Linked DNA regions of Mus musculus: region 2 is linked to region 1. The links are chromatin contacts, called in public ChIA-PET maps. All regions are on one chromosome and are shown on one strand. Each heading gives the region's core, a stretch centred on a gene start, on an enhancer-like site or on the middle of the called end of the contact. The rest is flanking DNA. Distances are from core to core; before and after follow the strand shown. Region 1 has its middle 18 kb from the start of Ttc39b. Region 2 overlaps Ccdc171 (coiled-coil domain containing 171).

Evidence for each region. ChIA-PET counts read pairs in DNA pulled down with a chosen protein or histone mark.
Region 2: an RNA polymerase II ChIA-PET map of memory CD8 T cells shows a contact between it and region 1, with 6 read pairs. The contact joins two enhancer-like sites. A contact is called at or near these places in 1 of 115 datasets of contacts at active chromatin or transcription factors (memory CD8 T cells) and 1 of 9 other capture datasets (liver).

What each region holds. Positions count from the first base shown.
Region 1 is chr4:83,338,623-83,345,576 of GRCm38.p6, forward strand. No RefSeq gene overlaps it. Among named protein-coding and RNA genes, the nearest start is that of Ttc39b, 18 kb to the left of the region's middle. Within about 2 kb of position 4,264, at least 48 of the 459 cell types and tissues checked have an H3K27ac peak or open chromatin away from gene starts, as enhancers often do. A contact at or near this core is called in liver and memory CD8 T cells, where this site is marked.
Region 2 is chr4:83,564,117-83,571,070 of GRCm38.p6, forward strand. All of the region lies in intron 6 of Ccdc171 (coiled-coil domain containing 171), which reads left to right. Among named protein-coding and RNA genes, the nearest start is that of Gm25899, 40 kb to the left of the region's middle. Within about 2 kb of position 3,540, at least 85 of the 459 cell types and tissues checked have an H3K27ac peak or open chromatin away from gene starts, as enhancers often do. A contact at or near this core is called in liver and memory CD8 T cells, where this site is marked.

The sequences.
Region 1 (6,954 bases), core at 3,014-5,513:
TATGGATGGCAGGTGAGGATGTGAGGATGTTGTTGATGACAGGGTTTTGAGCTGATCTATAAAAGATCAAGATAATCATGCAAAATGCTGAGGGTGTTGTGACTGGAGAGATTGGTACATTTTAAACGTACGATCAGAAAACATTCTGTCTTGACTTACCAAGTTTTCATTTCATTACTTCTTGCTTGTGTGTGTGTATGTGTGTGTGTGTGTTGGCAATGTAAGTGAGTGGCCTATATGCCATGTGTGTAGTGGACAACTTTGTAGTTAGTTCTCTCCTTCAACCTTTATATTGGTTATTGGTTCTGGGGATTGAACTCAGGTCATGAGAATTGAGTGGGCAAACATCTTTACCCACTGAACCATCTCTCTGGCCTCTCATAATAGCTTATTCTTAGCTATTATGCTTGAAAAACTTGACAAGATAGTAAACAAATACAGTTCTCATAAACAAATGAATTACTCGATTTATGATTTATGTGTCATTATTACACTGGCATCTTCAGGCTGTTGTAGAAAAGGAACAAGTAAGGAGGGGCCTATGCCACCTCCCAGGTTCATCTTCAGGACACTGGTCAAGGTTTGGATTTAAGTTGAAGGCAAGCATCATGGACAACTAAGCTGTCCTAGTCACCATGCGTGGCATCTCTTTCAGGAAAGAAAGCTCCTCCTTGGGCTGGTACCTGGTTTCAGCTTTTTTTCTTTCCCCAGATGAGATTCCTGGAGAAATGTTAAGTCTTTGGGATGCAGTGTTTCAATGCTCTGATATCCTAAGTACCTCTCTTTACAATGCCTTCTCACCTGTCAGGGCAGGTACTTTACCAACCTTAACGGCAAAAGACTGAAACTCTTTCTCTTGACATCAAGAAAAAGACAGAATGTTCTCTTTCAACTTCTCTTTTCAATGTTATGCTGGGAACTCTAGCCAAGGCAATAAAAGAAAACAACAACCCACAAATCAGGAAAGAAGGAAGCCATCTAAAGCCATAGATGACACAATCAGACACAGAGGAAACCAAAGAAGCCACAGAAAAACTATGAGAGCTAGTAATCAAATTTAGTAAACTTGTAAGATGTAGATCAACACACAAAAAAGCAGGTTCTTTAAAAAGTGTGTGTGTGTGTGTGTGTGTGTGTGTGTGTGTGTGTGTGTGTGTGTGTGAGAGAGAGAGAGAGAGAGAGAGAGAGAGAGAGAATTATCTCTCCTTAGCTAGAACCTCCAATTGAAAAGTGGGAAAAGATCTGAATTGATAATTCTCCAAACATGTTATACAAATGTCTAGCAAGCATATGAAAAAATAGTCTACATCATTAGTCATTAGAGAAATTAAAGCTATAATAAAGTAGCATTTTACACCCACAAGAATGACTAATTTTAACAAAAAGTGAAGAAAGTATTAGCAAGGGCAGAAAAATTGCTGGTAGGAATACAAAATGGTGTAAGCACTGTGGGAAACAGGTGGGCAGTCCTTGAGTAAACTAAACACAGGCTTTCTATGAGACAGTAACTTGCTCCTAGGCGCATAACCCAAAGAACTGAAGGCAGGTGTTCAAGCAAATAGGAGTGTTCCTAGCATGCCTGTTCACATTTGCAGAATGGTAGAACAAACTCAAGATCCTTCAGTGGCTGACTGCATTAAAAATGTGGTATATTTGGGTTGGAGAGATGGCTCGGCAGTTAAGAGTACTGACTGCTCTTCCAGAGGTTCTTAGTTCAATTCCCAGCAACCACATGGTGGCTCACACCCATCTGTGATGGGGTCTGAAGCCCTCTTCTGGTGTGTCTGAAGAGAGTGACAGTGTACTCATATACATAAAATAAATGAAAAATTTTAAATATAGTATATTTAAACCATGGAAATTTATCCATTAACCTTAAAACATTAATGCATGCAACAGCATAAATAACCCCTGAAACAGGTAAAATTGTATTTATATAAAATATCTAGGAGTGGAAAACTCCTAGCTAAACATATACTTTCTGGTAAAACATAAAATACGCTTTCTGGTAAAACAGAAAGCATAATAGTAGTCACTTGGGTTGGGGAAGAGAAAAATGGGGAATAATTACTTAGCATAGGATGATACAACTAGATAAACTAGAAAAAAAGTAATAATTGAAGAAAATGTCTAAGTGGCATTAAATTGTACACTATTTTAGGGTTTCTCTATTTAGCCATGACTGTCCTGGAACTCACTCTATAGACCAGGCTGGCCTCAAACTCAAAGATGTGCCTGCCTCTGCCTCCCTAGTGCTGGGACTAAAGGAATGAGCCACCACTGCTAGCTGACCTGTACACTTTGTAGACAGGATTAGAACTCACCGTGAGGTGAAGAATATAGCCCTAAACTCCTGATCCTCGTGCCTCAGCTTCCGAGTGTTGGGATGACAGGTGTGTGCCACCACACTCGATTTAGAAATGAATATTTTTTACAGAAATTACAGAGGTCACACATCAATTTTTTTTTTAAAGGGGTTTGGTTCTGTTTTTTTTTTTTTTTAAGATTTATTTATTATTATATGTAAGTACACTGTAGCTGTCTTCAGACACACCAGAAGAGGGAGTCAGATTTTGTTAAGGATGGTTGTGAGCCACCATGTGGTTGCTGGGATTTGAACTCTGGACCTTCGGAAGAGCAGTCGGGTGCTCTTACCCACTGAGCCATCTCACCAGCCCCACACATCAATTTTTAAAAGTAGAAAAGATGTTGTTTTACAGGACCATTCTCCCAGCCAAACAGCCATGGTCGTGAGACACTCGGCCTAGATGTTTTGATGGACTGATACATCCCCTCATAGAGGATTAAAGGTGTGAGCCACCACTGCCCAGCTTTCTTTCTCTTTCTTTCTTTCATTATTTATCTATTTATTCAAAACAGGCTTTCTCTTTGTAGCCCTGTCGTTCCTGGAACTCACTGTGTGGACTGGGCTGGCCTTGAACTCAAAGATCCACCTGCCTCTGTGCACAACCCCTCTCCACCCCCACCTCGGTGCTGGGATTAAAAGCTCTACACCACCATTATTCAGTTCCAGCTAATACGAAAATACTTACGTTTTGCTTTGATTTGGCTTTCTGAGCCCCAGCTGATATGCAGGTCTCCCTAGTCCTGGGATTAAGGCATTCTTAGCCAGCCCTCAGAACAGAGCGTCAAGGATGATTAAAATTAGCTCAGAGAGAAATGGCCGACGATGTCTAGGACAGACACTGATAGCCCCCAAATCAGAGAAAATGCTCCATCCTCATAAAGTTTACGTGCCAGGGCAGAAGAGAGAAATGCCAGGTAAGGCAGCATTCCTGTAATGGAGCATTTAGGAGGCCAAGACAGGATCGTGAGTTCAAGGCCAGTATGGGCTGTATAGGGAGACCCTGTCAGAAAAATAAAACAACCCGCCATTAATGATAAGATGATACAGAGATAGGCACTCAAGAATAGAATAGAAAACAGGCTAAAGGTATTAGACACTCCATTGCCAGTCACATCTAAGGCACTCCTAGGAGACCAGCCCTCCTAATTACAAACTGGGAAATAAAAGGGGAAAGGAAGCGCCGAGGTTACTGTAAATGACCCCTCCCCCAAAAGGCAGTCTTCTGGTGAAGGGTTTTTAACTTGAAAGCAGCTCCAACACAGGAGCTTCATTAGCTCAATGAAAGCAGAGTCCGGGTGACCATAGCAGGTGGAAACCGAGAGGAGAAATCCAGGAACAGGGTAAAGGTAAAAGGGGTGGGGGTGGGAGTGGGGTGGGGGAGTAGAACTTGGGGTGGAGTCTGGCCCAACCTCTGGCTCTTCCCAGGCACACGGAGCCAACTCCCTGCTGCTTAGCCAAGGCTAAAAGAACCAAGCTTCTATAACAGGGCAAAGAGCATTTACTGTGTGTGTTTGGCCAAGTCAGCTAACATCTGTTTTTGTTTTAATTGCACGCTCTTCTGAGAAGTCCAAATCAAAGCCCTGAAAAATTCCCTTAAAGGTTATCTTCCTACCCACTGCACTGTGGGCTCCCCACAGGCTACTCGCTCTTCCCTCTTTGTCGCGGGGAAAAGGGAAAGGGGAAAACAGCTTGGTGTCAAGAATCAAAAGTAGCATTGTGCGCCCGCCTTTGACACAGTCTTCCTCTCTGAGATCTCACCTCTCAAAGATAAGCAAAACCACATGCAAACACACAAGTAAGAAATACAGGGCGGGATTCGCCTTGTCCTCACATGCCTGCAATCTCAGCTCAGGAGACAAGGGCAGGGGGATAGATCTTTCCAAGTTCCAGGTCAGCCAAGGTTCCGTCCTTGGTAAGGTCCTGACGCCTCCATGGCACTGCATGCCCCAACCCCCTCCCTAGGTAGCATGTTACCGGGAATTTTTCCTGCTCTATCTATTCATACTAGTTTTCTGTGGCACAGAGACCCTGTAAAATTAGATGACAAAGTGCAGGTATAGAAGAGAGAAACAAACAGGCAGTTTATGGCAATGTGCACTATAGAGACAGGACAACACTTAAGGTGGGCATAGTTGGCAAGGATACGGATTTATACGTCATTATGTTAAGGAAAGAATGATAGTTTATTGATATTGCAGTAATGAAGATCAAACGCAGGGCCTTACACAGGCTAAGCTGACGCTTTACCACTGAGCTGCCTCACCGGCTCCAGACTGAGATTTGCATTTTACTTTATTTGGAAGCAGTGTCTCACTGTGTGGACCAGGCTGGCCTCTTCACACAGACTTGCTCTCATGCCACCCTCCCAAGTGCTGGGCTTAACACCGTGCACCACGGCACCTGGCCTGTGGTAGAGAATCAAAATAGTATCAAGACAAATAAAGACTGTGCTGCTAGGGAAAGATAAATATGGAGAAACCACTGGGAAGCAATGGTTGGGTAATACACTTAGTGCCAGGCTAAGGATCTGTTTTGTCTCCAGCATTTAATCTTTACTCTTCCTTGGTGAAGGCAGAGCGGAGTCTTCATACGTCTATGTCTTGACTATGCAAGTGAGCAAGAGCCAAAATTATTTATTTCTGCTTCTTTGTGAGAAGCAGAAATATCTTCAGCTCCAAATACTTCTCTTTCAAAACCGAGTGCTTGGTGTGGGTGGATGTGTCCTGGCACTCCTCAAAAGGTTCGACTTACAGTGCTGTTTGGTTTTTTTTTTGTTTTTTTTTTAAATGTTTCAGAATTATCAGATAAGCAAAGATAATTTTTTTAAAGTTTTCTTTTCTTTTTTTCTTTAAGATTTATTTATTTATCCATTATATGTAAGTACACTGTAGCTGTCTTCAGACACCCCAAAAGAGGGCGTCAGATCTCATTATAGATGGCTGTGAGTCACCATGTGGTTGCTGGGATCTGAACTCACTCATGATCTTCAGTCTGAGCTCTTAACTGCTGAGCCATCTCTCCAGCCCAAGATAAACATTTTGAGAAAATGTTCTGTTGAGGGGCTAGAGAGATGGCTCAGTGATTAAGGATGCTTGCTGCTCCTGCCATCCCTGTTGGACGGTGCCCAACTCCAGCAGCAGGGGAGTCTAGCACCCTCTTCTGGCCTCCACAGGCATGCCCACATCAGATATACACAAATACACATACTTTCAAACAAAGTTAATTGTTTAAAATGCTCCATTGAGTTATTGCTGTTATTGAAGTCTGCATTGTTATAGTCCTATTGAGGGCAGTAATTTACCCAAATCACAAACTCTCAGAGCAACCACATCAGCCTACAAATGTTCTTACATGTAGATCATAGTGGGGTTTTAGTACAATCACTGCATTTAGGGTAAACATTAGAATGATATAGCTGCTTTTCACTGTATCTAAGGTAAACAGCAGAACGAATAGTTGTTTTCTAGAAGTGCTCAGACCTTGAAATCTTTGTGGAAAACAGAGATTGCTTGCTGTGATTTACAGAGGTTTTCAGGAGGAGCTTTACAGCCTTCGCCTGACGTTGGTCACAAGACTATGTTCCTGGCACACCTGGAACATCTGGATGGTGCACAGTAAGGACTAAAGTTGCCGGGTGTGAGGTTTTCCTTTATGAAACGTATAGATTAGAGCAGAGGTATGAGGGAATTGTTTTGCTTAACAACAATAACTGTGTAACCATCCATAAATCAGTCTTTGTACAGCTGTTCCATCTGCAGTCCAGAGAGGTTCCATCTCCCTGCTGCCAGCCAGGCCTTAACTCATCCTGCAGTGTCTCTCTTTCTCCGATTGACCCTCACGATTCAGAACCCTGACAGTAAATGACATTGGATGTGGACACTTGGGTCTCTCCTGGCTTTGTTTGAACCAACATTACTATCTTGCTGGTTCCTATATTAGTTTTATTTTATTTATTCTTTATCTTTATCTTTATCTCTCTCTCTCTCTCTCTCTCTCTCTCTCTCTCTCTCTCTCTCTCTCTGTGTGTGTGTGTGTGTGTGTGTGTGTGTGTGTGTGGTGACAGCAGAGGTACTAGGAACTGAATCCAGGTCCTTATGGGTGCTTAGGAGACACCAAAAATGCTGAACTAGGAAGCTGCACCCTTAGCAGAATTTCCTCTTTTCTGTCTCAAGGTCAAGGCTGTGGTCTTCAGGTTTGAATGGAGTTGATCTGTAAGGTCACCTGCAGGCCTCAGTTCCTTCTTTTTACTTTGTTCCTTCTGTGTTCTCCAGGGGCTTATTGTCCACACAGTCAAACCAGATTATCACTGTTATATCTATATTTCATCCTGTGGAACAGGGAGGGATGTGGAGAAAAAACACCATCCCCGATCCCTTTAAGCACACGACCTACAGGCTGTTCACATTGGGTTTCAAATCTCATCAGACAAAATTTCCTTAGTCACATGCAAAGGAAAGTGAAAAATCTTGTCTCTAACTAGGTAACTGTGTTCACAGGAAACACAAAGGACCACGTGACTGAAAGGAAGTTGCAGTGGACACTGGAGGAGATTTGTGGTCTCAGTTACAGAGTTATATCCCATGCCT
Region 2 (6,954 bases), core at 2,290-4,789, 220 kb after region 1:
ATATGTGGTATCAGGCTGTTGTTGAACCCACAGAGATATCTCAATCACTGCTTCCAGATTCTGTAATTAAAGGCATGTGCCACCATACCCAGCCTCTGGTGTAGTCTTTATGATGGATGGAGTCACATAAACTACCAATAAGGACACTGTGATTTCTTCCTCTCCTAATTGTCCCCCTTAATTGATTCTCTTCTATTTATGTAGCTAAATTTCTAGTAATGTATTAAATACAATTATCAAAACTAGAACCCTTATTCTTAATTTTACTGGAAATGCTTGGCTTTTTCTTTTTTCTTTTCTTTCCTTTTCTTTCTTTGATTTTTCTTTCTTTCCATCTTTAATCTTTTTTTTTACAACTCAGTTGTTATCCCCTTCTGTGCTACACTCTGACAGTTCCCCAAGGTATTGCTTTCCCCTCCCAAGTCTCCAGGAAGATGTCACTACACCTTCCACACCTTGATAGGCTTCCCCATGCCCTGGGGCATCAAGTCTCTCAAGAGTTAGGTGAGTCTTTTCTCACTGAGGCCAGACCAGAACCAGCTAGTGTATGTTGCCTGGTTGGTGGCTCAGTGTCTGAGAGATCTCAGGGGTCCGGGTTAGTTGAGACTGCTGGTCTTCCTATAGGGTTGTCTTCCTTCTTAGCTTCTTTCAGCCTTTCCCTTATTCAACACAGGGGTTCCCTGGCTTCTGTCCATTGGTTGGGTGTAAGTATCTGCTTCTGTCGTAGTCAGCTGCTTGTTGGGTCTCTCAGAGGACAGCCATGCTAGGCTCCTGTCTGTAAGCACAACATAGCATCAATAATAGTGTCAGGCCTTGGAGCCTCCCAATGAGATGGGTCCCAATTTGGGTCTGTCACTAGGACCTCCTTTCCCTCAGTCCCTTCTCCATTTTTGTCCCTGTAGTACTTTTAGACAGGGACAATTCTGAGTCAGAGTTTTTGACTGTGGAATGGCAACCCCATCCCTCCACTTGAGGCTCTGTCTTTCTACTGGAGGTGGACTGTACAGGTTCCCTATTCCCACTAGGATATTTCATCTAAGGTCCCTCCCTTTGAGTCTTGAGATTTTTCTCACCTCTCAGGTCTCTGTACATTCTAGAGGGTCCCCCACCCCATCTCCCACCTCCTGAGGTTGTATATTTCCATTCATTCCACTGGCCCTTAGGGCTTTACTCCTGGTCTCCACCCCCAATACCTGATCATGTTCCCTTCTTAACAATAAAAGAACTTCTGGGGGAATCACCATCCCTGACCTCAAGCTATAGTACAAATCAATAGTGATAAAAACGGTATGGTATTGGTACAGAGACAGACAGGTTGATCAATGGAATAGAATTAAAGACCCAGAAATAAACCCACACACCTATGGACACTTGATCTTTGACAAAGAAGCCAAAAATATACAATGGAAAGCATTTTTTTTTTTTTTTTTTTTGGTTTTGCGAGACAAGGTTTCTCTATATAGCCCTGGCTGTCCTGGAGCTCACTTTGTAGACCAGGCTGGCCTCGAACTCAGAAATCTGCCTGCCTCTGCCTCCCAAGTGCTGGGATTAAAGGTGTGCACCACCACACCGGGCTCAGAAAGCATCTTTGGTAAATGATGTTGATTTAATGGTCAGTCGGTATGTAGAAAAATGAAAATAGATCCATTATTTGTCACCTTGCATAAAGCTCAAGTCCAAGTGGATCAAGGACCTTGACATAGAACTAGATACACTTGAGAACTAATAGAAGAGAAAATGGACCTTGACGTAGAACTAGATACACTGAGAACTAATAGAAGAGAAAATGAGAAAGAGCCTCGAACTCATAGGCATGGAATTTCCTAAAGAGAACTTCAGTGGCTCAGGCTCTAAGATCAAGAATTGATAAATGGGATCTTATGAGACTGAAAAGCTTTTGTAAGGCAAAGGACGTAGTCAATAGGACAAATTGGCAACTTACAGATTGGGAAAAAAAATCACTAACTTCACATCTGATGGAGGGCTAAGACCCAAAATATATAAAGTACTCAAGAAGCTAACCTCCAAAAACACTAAACAACCCAATAAAAAAAATGGGGTATAGAACTAAACAGAATTCACAACTGAGGAATCTTAAATGGCAGAGAAGCACTTAAAGAAATGTTCAAGGTCCTTAGTGATCAGGGAAATGTAAATCAAAACAACCCTGAAAGTCTTTCTTACATCAATCAGAATGGCTAAGATCAAAAACTCAGGTGACACCACACGTTGGCGAGAATTCAGAGAAAGGGGAATACTCTTCCATTAATGGTGGGATTGCAAACTGGTACAACCACTCTCAATCTGGAGGTTCCTCAGAAAATTGGAAATAGATCTACCTGAAGACCCAGCTATACCACAATTGGGAATATACTCAAAAGATGCCCTACCATGCCACAGGGGCATGTTTCACTATGTTCATAGTGGCCTTATTTGTGATATCCAGAAGCTGGAAACAACCCAGATGTTCTACAGTGGAAGAATGGATACAGAAAATATGGTTCATTTACACAGTGGAATACTATTCAGCTATTAAGAACAAAGACATCATGAGTTTTGGAGGGAAATGGATGGAAATGGAAAATATCATTCTGTGTGTGATGTATCTCAGACCCAAAAGGACATGCATGGTATGCAATCACAACCCAGAGTACAATCCACAGAACTCAAAAAGGTTAACGAGCCATAGGGCCCAAGTGAGGATGCTTCAGTCCCACCAGCTTTCATTATACTGAGATACATTCCTTTTATCCCCAGTTTCTTTAGATTTTGTTAAACAAAATGAAAGTTTTTAAGGTTTAGTGTGTGTGTTTGGGGAGGGGGCACACAATTTGCATGAACCAAGCCTCTACTATACAGATTCTCAGGTCACACTTGGATTACTACACTTGGAGGCAAGTACTTGGGAGGCCATTTCACTGGCCCACTTGGGTGCTTTTATCATAAAGAGACGCTGTGTTTTGTCAAACACCATTTTTGCTTCCCTTAAGATGATCATGTGATTTCTGTCTTTGAGCCCATTTATGTGATGTATTATTACATTCATTGATTCACGTATGGGATTTCATGTGGCCTGAGCCTCACAAGTCTTGTGTTTGCTATCATAACTACAGTGAGTTTCTATTATTATGCTCCAACTCCACGGGAAACCCAGGAGAGCTCAAGAACTGCAGAGCCCGCTGCAATCGTGCATAAGAGTCTTTTAGTCACGAGTCAGACTAGGATCACAACCCTTCCCACAGCATAGGACAGGAGTGCAACCTTGAGCTTGGGTGTCTTGGCACTTACATCCAGCATAGTTAGAAATTCTTCAAATGCTTAGGGTGATGGGAGGGAAGGTGGGTGAGATAAGTCATGACTCAGACAGGATACCATTTGGAAGGGCGGAATCACAAGGCTGAGAGGGGGAGTCTTCTGACCTAAGGATGATCTTTATGGGGCTATCAGGAGCTAGTTTTATGACTGGCCATAACTATCTGTGACCTACCTACCTTCTATGATTTAAACGTGGGACCTTAATCTCCCTTTTCCAAGGATAGGCACCAGCGGCACCTGGGAAGCGCCCAGCAGGTTATCAGGGAGAGTGCTAGCCTTGGTGCCACTGCAGCTGGGGAGATTTGTCATTGTCTCACTCAAGCTGGTGCCTGTGGCTCCTCAAGTTCTCCGTGTGTGTGTGTGTGTGTGTGTGTGTGTGTGTGTGTGTGTGCGTGCGTGTGTGTGTGTGAACCCCCGTGTTTGCTGCAGGAGGGAGCAGGGGTTGGGGAAAGCAGAACTTCTGAGGGAAACCACAGAGGCTTGCTGTGGGAGAGAGCCTAGGGTGGGGGAGGGGGGCTTCTGTGGGAGAGTGCAGAAGGAAGCCTCCTGTGCACTTCACTATGTTCATGTGTCTTGTGTCTGGAAAATGCTTTTTTCTTGTAGTAATCTGTTGTGTCCGGCCAGCAGACCACAACCTGGGTTCTAGCCTGGAAAGGCATTTTGGAAACCTGGAAGAGAAGAGGGGCTAGGTGGCGAGAGAAAGAAATGTAGCCAAGACAGTTATTCTGATCAAAGCTCAATTTTACTAGTTCCGACATTTCAGTTATAAAGGAAGGGGGAGGGGACCCGATTCCTGCCGAATAATCTCAGGTCCAGTAGAAAGGTGAGCACGTGTGTGGCTCCAAACAGCAAAGCTGGCAGGTTCCAGCAGTGGGCGTGGCAGAACGAATGAGCAGGAAGCTCCACCCCTGAGCAAGCAGGTTTCAGGCTGGAGGAGGGGAGACTACAGTAATCCATTGCCTCTGGCGTTTACAATCCTTCCCACCCTCTGTCCTGTGGTCCTGAGCCTTCAGAGTTACTGCTCATCTATGGTCATTGCTGCTCCATTCACAATATACACGAAATGGAAACACCCAGATGTTCTTCCGCTGATGAATAGTGAATAATGAAACTGTGGTCTACCTACACAACGGGATATTATTCAGCTATTAGGAAAAATGAAATTTGAGGACAGTTGGATGGAGCTTGAAGTGGTCATCCTGAGTGAGGTAACCCAGACCCAGAAGACAAGCATCACATTTTCTTTCATATATGGATGCTTTGACTCTTCAGATGTGTATGTTTCATCTGTAAACACTACGAGATCAGGAAACGAGTAAGGGGCCATGGAGAGAGGCTTGCAGGAAACAGGAGGTAGGGTAAAGGGCTGAAGGAGATTAATGATGGGGATGGAGAGGTGGCTCAGGGGTTAAGAGCCCTGGCAGCTCTTACAGAGGACCTGGGTTCAATTCCCAGTGTCGACATGGTGCCTCAAACTGTCAGTTACTCCATTTAAATGAAATTCAGTGTTCTTTTCTGGCTTCTGAGGACACTGAATGCACATGGTGAACAGAAAAAACAACACATATACATAAACAAAATCTCCAAAAAATGTATGGGAGATAAATGGAACAGAAGAGTTGCATTAAAGTTAGGGATGGGAAGGCAGGGTAAAGGAGGAAATGGGAGGTGGATAGTTACTCTAAAGACCCTTTCAAAAAGCTATATGGAGACCTACTACTCTAGAGGTTTCCTAAACTATGTATGCACATATATGAAAAGTTAAAATAGAGTTACAGTGTAACAGGGTGGTCTTGCTAGACACCACATGGTAACAAATACACCCAGTGCCAGAATGGGTTACCTTTTTGGTCATTGATGTTCCCATAATCCCTCGTAGGCCCTCAGACATTACTGGCTATTGCTGTTGCTGTTGGTTATCCTTCAGAACACGACAGTGAGGCCCTATTGCTGAAGACATCGCCTACCTGAGCCATTGACCATGGAGAAATCACGTTAGTGCTTGCCTGGAAGCTCCATCCCCACTACTAGCTCTCATATTTCAGGAAGGTACTATATACATGATAACCGAGGAGAAAAATGTTACCCAGCTATGAACCCTGTGAGCCACGTTTAAGAATTGGCCTGGCCATGAACTTGTGATCCTCCTGTCTCCATCTCCTTCAGCAAATCCTACCAGCATGGGCCTGGTTTACAGAGAGAGTTCCAGGGCAGCCAAGACCCTGTTTCGAAACAGACAAACAGACAAACAAACAAACGGCCTGGCAAAACATGAAGACATTCCTGTTGGTATAATAGGGGCTGCAAACATCATGAGGGCAACCAGTAACTTTTTGATTGTATTTAAATCTCAATACACAAGGTGAAACCCATACTGTATCTCAAGAGAACCTACTACTTTTATGCTGCTAGAATGACATGATATTAAACTGAGTCCAATGACTTGTTGTTATACTATAGATTAATACACTCACTAACCCTCATCATAGAAATGTCTATCTGTAATAGATAGTGATTAGCATAGGGACCCACAGCTGGTCCAGGTGTAGAGAAAAGGACTTTGCGATAGTAAATAGAGTCTGGGTTAATACTAGTTATGACACAGTGTAGCATTTATTGATTGATTGATTAGTTGTAATTTTTTCTTTCCATGACTCCTTATGACTCTGTAAGGTTGCCTGTCTTGCTTTTTAAATTTATTTTTAGTTATGGGGAAGGGCAGGCATCTGCAGTGGCTGGAAGTGTGGGATCCTCAGGAGCTGGAGTTACAGGTGGTTGTGAACCTCTTGATGTGGGAGCTGGGGATTGAACTTGAGTCCTCTGGCAATACATGGACTTCATTGCTGAGTTATCTCTTCAGCCCTTTCACTGTACAGTCTACAATTCAGGAACAAATTACTGGTTTTTTTTTTTTTTTCATCCTGGTTCTTTGAGGAGACAACCTTATACCAGATTAGTGTTATAGATAGCCAACTGATGTGTTTTCTAAGCTAGAAAGAGCATATTTGCTTGATACTTTACTAAATATAGTTCTACAAGTATAATTAAAATTCCTCAGGGTTGGAACTATAGTTTGGATTCTGAGAAATGTTGTTTACATAAGTACATATAAAGAGTTATAGTTTTCTGTATGTGTTTGTAGAAGATGTGGAAAGAAAACAAGATTATTTTCTAACAGCACAATGTGGTTTCCTGTGATGTTAAATGTTAGTTTAAAAACAAGCTGCTTTAAAAGACATTTTAAGTTCAACAGTTCCCTCTAGTGGACAGAAGAAAGGACTCTCCCATCTTCTACTGTGAATTTCATTTCACAGGTCAGTATTATTTTTTCCGCTGTAAGAAATCAGATATGCAGCCAGTACCAGTGATGTAACTGGCATCCACCAAGTACTTCATCTCAGTGCGTGAGAGTCTCAATTCGGATGGAAAGCACAGTACATTTTATGCCATCGAGGACCATTTCGAATCACTTCTCCGATTCACCACTGTCCTGTCCCACAGCAGAGCCCCTGTTCTGAACCTGATGTAGAATATTATTTATATACTTTCATGTAGTTTTACTCTGTTTTTAAAAACATTTTATGTTTTTTTACATATATAAGGCCCAAAGGCCCTGTCTCAAAAACCAGACCAAACGAA